Regions from separate parts of the Capra hircus genome. Here region 1 is linked to region 2. The links are chromatin contacts, called in public Hi-C maps. All regions are on one chromosome and are shown on one strand. The core of a region is the stretch at or near the end of the contact, and the rest is flanking DNA. Distances in the headings are between cores, read along the strand shown.

What was found. Hi-C and Micro-C count contacts between places; a contact is called where the count stands out from the background.
Region 1: a contact with region 2 is called in a Hi-C map of blood, with 2.4 times the contacts expected there. The contact joins the enhancer-like site here to the promoter of ETS1 in region 2. A contact is called at or near these places in 2 of 5 Hi-C or Micro-C datasets (both in blood).

The regions. Positions count from the first base shown.
Region 1 is chr29:31,319,924-31,323,022 of ARS1.2, reverse strand. No RefSeq gene overlaps it. Among named protein-coding and RNA genes, the nearest start is that of FLI1, 48 kb to the left of the region's middle. Within about 2 kb of position 1,547, at least 1 of the 5 cell types and tissues checked has an H3K27ac peak or open chromatin away from gene starts, as enhancers often do.
Region 2 is chr29:31,205,421-31,208,248 of ARS1.2, reverse strand. It overlaps ETS1 (ETS proto-oncogene 1, transcription factor), which reads left to right and starts at 1,416. Exons shown (of 8, transcript NM_001285769.1): 1 at 1,416-1,828. The coding sequence starts at 1,747.

The DNA.
Region 1 (3,099 bases), core at 298-2,797, 110 kb before region 2:
GTGGTAAAGAAGCCGCCTACCATTGCAGGAGACGTAAGAGATGCAGGTTCGATCCCTGGGTCGGGAAGGTTCCCTGAAGAAGGGAATGACTACCCACTCCAGTATTCTTGCCTGGAGAATCCCATGGACAGAGGAGCCTGGGGGGTATGGTCCATAGGGTCACAAAGAGTCAGACACAGCGGAAGTGACTTATCATGCACGCACACAGACTTATTCCTTTAACCGCTATTGAGTGAATGCCTTACTATCTTTGGGGGTGAGGTGGGGGGAAGACCCACACGGCATCACGTCGGGTGGTGGCAGTGGCTGTTGCGCACGAGGGGCTGGAGAGCGGGGAGCGCCTGTGGAGCTCACACCGTTCTCCAAGGAGCCGTTGGGAAGCCTCACAGAGTGGGGCATCAATGACCCACAGCCAGGTCCAAGCTGACCACCAGTGCAGCCCCTGGGCCTGGCGCTCCCCTCTGCTGTGGCAGGAGGACCTGTGGTCTGCCAGTTGGTTCTGCATACGGACCATTCAGACAGCAAATTGAAAGTGGCTCTTGCCCAGGAAATCCAGTAGATGTGTTGTCCTGGTGACCCGATGGTGCCCTTTAGTCCCAAGGCCCCTGTTCAGGTATCCTCATCCTCCCTTAGATCTTTTCCTGTGATTAGTGAGACAGCAGCTCCCAGCATGAGTGTGTGTCTCTGACCTGTCTCTTTCAGCACTGCTTTCTTTGTTCCCCAGCCATCAGCCAGGAGCTCAAGGGAGGCCCAAAGCCTGACCCTGTCTTGGCCTCCTCCCATCTCAAAGAAAGCCCATGGCCACCTGGCTTTAGAAACCTCTTGTCTGGGGCTAACGGCATCTCACCAACAGTGTCAGCTCCAGTGACGCTGACGTTGGCGGTTAACAGTGGTGTCAAAGTTGCCTGGTGCCCAGATCACAGCTCTGAGTGTCTACCCACCTTGGTTCTTCAAAAACAGGAAGTCACCCCAGGCTGGTGTAAGTCAGCCCCAAACCCAGAAGCTTAGATCTCATTAGCGCTCAGAAAGTTGGTGTAAAACTTGGCAAGTTTGGTGTGTTTTTGCCTCTTCCAGAAGCCTAGGTGTTTCTTCCTGTCCTCACTCTCGGCTTCTTGGTTGAGACCTGGAGGAAGAGACAGTGGCAGGGAGGCTGAGCCCAGCCCAGGGGTTTAAAGACTTCTTGCTCTGCCCACAGATGGAGGATAAGGTCTCAGATCCTAGAACCTAGGGGTGCTTGTGTGTTTTTTGGTCCAAACAGCAGCCTCAGGACCAAAGTGATACATCCATGTATTTCACCATTAGGAGTAAAGATACTCTAAAAATACCAGTCGTGCTTTTTAGGAGGAATGCTTTTCACTTTGTTCTAAGCTGCTATTTGGGGGGTAGATCAAGATACAGACATGATGACTCAGGCTGCTGCTGATCAGGGCAGGAAGAAAAGAACAAGACCAGGGGGTCACGCCTGCAGCCTGTGTTCACGTCAGGACAAGAGCATCCTGCGTCAGACGCGCAGGCTGAGCCTGGATCATCTCCCCCGGGTCAGGTGACAGGGTGCAGCCCACACATCTAACGGGCATAAGACTTCTCCCCCCTGGTCTGCTGCAGGCATACATGCCCTCTGTCTTCCTCATCTTCTAACTTCCATCCACTCTGATCTCTTCGCCTCTTCTGGATCAGAATTCCTTTCTGTGGAAATGAGTGGCCTAGAGGTCTGAGAGAGGGAACATAGAGAATAAATGTGTTATCTTGCTGGTTGTCACCGAGATGTGGCTGGCACTTCCCTTGCATTTGATGATCAGCTGCAGAGGGCTTCCCAGGTGGCTCAGCAGTGAGGAATCTGCCTGCCAAAGTAGGAGATATGAGTTCGTTCCCTGGGTTAGGAAAATCCCTTGAAGAAGGAACGGCAGCCCACTCTGGTATTCTTGCCTGGAGAATCCCATGGGCAGCAGACTCTGCAGGCTACAGTCTGCAGGATGGCAAAGAGCTGGACTAAGCAACTAAAAATGTCATAACCTGGAAAGGGCTTCACAGGTGAAGCTGACTTCTGGGGAGAGAAAGGGGGATTTGAAACCAAGATCCAAGAAATAAATCCAAGAAAGGGAGGTGGTGGGAAGGATTCCTGCTGGATAATCTCTGAGCACTGCTCCCTGCTAGGGGAGAGCAGACTTGCTTCCCCCAGCTCTCTCTGCCCCACCGCCATCCCCAGCCTCCCCGTGTGCCATCTTGGAAACAAGCATGCATCAAGGACTCCAGACTCCTCCGGGCTCTGCTGTGCTTTGTGGCCCAGAGGAGGGTGACTGGGTGGGAGAGAAGTCGAGAAACTTTGCAGTTTTGTCTGGGGACATTTTCGAAGTCATGTTTTAAGAGACAGATCACATCCGATGCAACACGAACCCATGGCCAAGCCGTGAGATGCATATGTTCTCAGGCTCTGGAACCCTATGGGAAATTTTCTATAGGCCCCCACAGCCTGGGAAACTGGCCTGGAGGTTTTATAGAGTGACTAATATCCTACAGGGATCCTCCGGGTCCTAGGACTCGCACTGAGGTCAGTAAATCAGCCCCTCTTAGAGCAAAACCCCTGGGACCATCCGTGTCCATCTGGAAGAAACTAGTCACAGAAGAACAGATTGAGGACTTTAAATTCTCTTTCCCACCTCTCACCCAGCCGTGTGTTTACACATCATTTTATATCTTCTGTTGGGAAATCCCAAAGCCCCTGAAAGGCACACAGAGATTCTCAAGCTTCAGGCAAAGGTATAAAAATGTTGGATGAAGGGAAGGGAGTGGTGCTGGAGAAAAAAGGAGAGAGAGAAACAGAGAGACAACACAGAAAGAAGTGAAATGGCCAAGGAGAGGCTGAGTCTCGTCTTAGCATTATAATGCTGAGATTATATTATTATATAATGTTCTATATATTATATAATGTTATATATTTTTTCTTTTTTAAATATAAATGTATTTTAATTGGAGGTTAATTACTTTACAATATTGTATTGGTTTTGCCATACATCAACATGAATCCACCACGGGTATATTATTATATAATGTTATATAATAATATATATAATAAATGTAATATTATATAATGTTATATAA
Region 2 (2,828 bases), core at 167-2,666:
AGACTTATCAGAGGCTGAGGTTACAGTTATAACCATGTGGTGGGAGTTCAACATATGCTTAGAAATCAGGAAACAGGATTAAAAATAGCTTCCTCTGAGGTTGTTCAGAGAGATTTATGTTTACTCTTTTAGTTCATCAAAGATAGGTATCAATGCCTGGCTCCCGATATCTGTACCTGTGTCTAGGTGTGCACCTCTGGGTCTACTGCTTGATTTGTTAATTAGGACCAACTCTCTCCGTTTATAACCAATGCGCCAGTGGCAAACTATTAATTACGCAGGGGTCATGTTAGCGTATCCTAAGTGTCTGGGCTTCCCAAATGGAAAAGGGGGCTGAAACTGTGTTTCTGTCATGGTTGTGAATGATATACTCCAGAAATTTCAAACCACAGAGCTGTGCATCATGTTTTAGACAGTGGCAATAGGAGGGTCGTCAGGTTTATCTAGTAGAGAATTTGTGAAAGAAAAGACAAAACTTTGGCCAATGGTGATATAATTAGAGTAAGAGAACCACTGCTGTAGGGAAACTGGAAGTTCAAGGAAGCCCAGGGCTGGATTCCAGTTTGGGGCCCCGGTTCTTGACTTTACTAATACTATACTATAGAAGTCGTTGGGCCTTTGTTTTGGGGTCTCCAGGAGGCAGCCTTGGGCTCCATCCTTACCAGTGGCAGCTAGATTCTTATCAAGGGCAGCTCACTTCTTAATTGATTTCTTAACGATGACGCGGGTGGGCTCTGGGAAAACCGAAGGCTCCTCCAGCAATACAGCCCCGATCCCTGAGTCACTAAGCGGCCGGAGTCCAGCATTCCCAGAGCCCTTTGAGGACACTGGCTCGGAGCCCCTTGCTCGCACGCACGCCCCTCCATCCGCTGCCTCACGTCCTGTGTGTCAGTCTTTGTGAATGAATGATGGACACGCACTTGGAAAACTATGCCGCTCCCGGGAGGGGGCGGGAGCGGGTGACCAAGTCCTCAAGAATGCGTGGAGAATCAGATGGACTTTCCCAAACTGCCGGGGTGGCCCGGGCACTAGCCAGCCCGCTCGCTCCGGGCTCTTCTCCCCCAAGTAGGGGGCTTCGCGGCCCGCCGGCTCTGCGCGCGGCTCCCAGGCGACCCGGCTGCAAGGCGCGAGAAGCCGAGGGCGCGGTGGGCGCGGAGGGCCCCGAGCTCCGCCCCGCTTCCTTTCGGTTTGGGCCGTGGCCGGCGATTGGCCGAGGGTCCCGGGCCCCGCCTCCCGGCCGCGCCCGCCTCTCGTCGCCCCGCCCCTCGTCGCCCCGCCCTTGAGTCCCCCCGACACCCCCCTCCCGCCCGGCAGAGATCCTGGGGGTGGGGGCCGGGCGCGCAGACCCACGGCCCGGGCCCGGCGCCGCGAGCTACGCCCCAAAGAGGAGGGGAGAGCGCGCGGGCGAGGGAGGGAGTCGGCTCTGGAGAGCGAGGGCGAGCGCAGGCGGCTGCCCGCGGAGAGGAGGGAGCCGGGCGCGGACGAGGAGGGAGCCGGCGGGGCGCAGGCGAGGCGGGGACCCGGCGCGCGCGCACTTTCCCGCAAAGTGCCAACTACCCCGGAGAGAGTTCCGGGCGCTCACCTTCTGGGCTCGGGACAAAGTCAGCGGAAATTTGAGATTTTAAAGAAGAAGGTCCGATTCCCCCGTCCCCTTTCCCCTGTTACTCATTCCCATTAAAAAGAAAAACAAGAATAACAGCAAACTCGCTCTAGCCCCGTCTGTCCCCCCTCCCCACTCCTGGCACCATGAAGGCGGCCGTCGATCTCAAACCGACTCTCACCATCATCAAGACGGAAAAAGTGGATATGGAGCTTTTCCCCTCCCCGGGTGAGTGGTGACTGCCGAGGCCCCCCAACCCCAGCCCTCGGCCTCTGGCCTGGGTCCCCTCCACTTCTCCCCCTGTGATCTTCCCTTCCAGGCAAGTGGTGCGTTTCTGCCCCAGCTGCTAAGCAGGCGATGCTGGTGGCAGCTGGAAAGATGTAGACAGGAGGAAGAGCTGGACTGTTGGTGGCCCGATACCTTTGTTGGGGGTGGTGGTGGTGGTATTTATTTTCACAGCTGTGTTTTTGTGAGTAGTGGGAAAAAGCTTTTAGAATGTCCAGCACCCCCATTCCTGTTTTCTTATTTTTCCAAATGAGCGGGAACCCTCTGGCCTTATTCCTTAACGTTAGTGAGGGTGGACACTGCCGCCTAGGACATCATCCTCTGACCCTGCCGACATCGCCCAGAGTTGGAGCTAGATGGAGAGCCCTGGGGAGTAAGAGCCCAAAGGGTGTCTAACTGGCTGGCCTTCAAGCGCATTTTCAAATGTCCTGCCTTCCTGAGCTCGCCTGTCACGTTTTTTTGCTGTCTAGTGTCTCTTTTCGGGGTTGAGGGTGTGGAGATGGATGCAGAGCTGAAATGATCATCTTAACTAGGGAAAACATCCCCATTCTGTTTATGCAGGTTACTTCATCCATCTTTCTAATCTGCCATTAATTTTTCCCTTGCTACCTAAGATCTATGGGAAAACCTCCCAACACCAAATGTGATTTTGGGTCTTTGGTTGGTGTGTTATCCAGCTCTTGAATTTGCAGAAGAAAGGGATAGGAAAGAAATTTCAGTCTGTCTTAGACACAGTTTTTGGTGCTGAGCAGCTTAATGGACTCTGGCACTCTAGAATTTCTGGAATAAAGCAGTTTGAGAAGAAAAGATGCTTTCTTTCAGGATAGGAACTGCCAGCTGTCCTTAAGAGCTTCATGATTTTGGAGGTAAAGGTATATAGAAAGATGTAAAAGGACAAGCTGATGCTTTTGGAAAATAATTAATCACAGTAACAGGCAGCTCT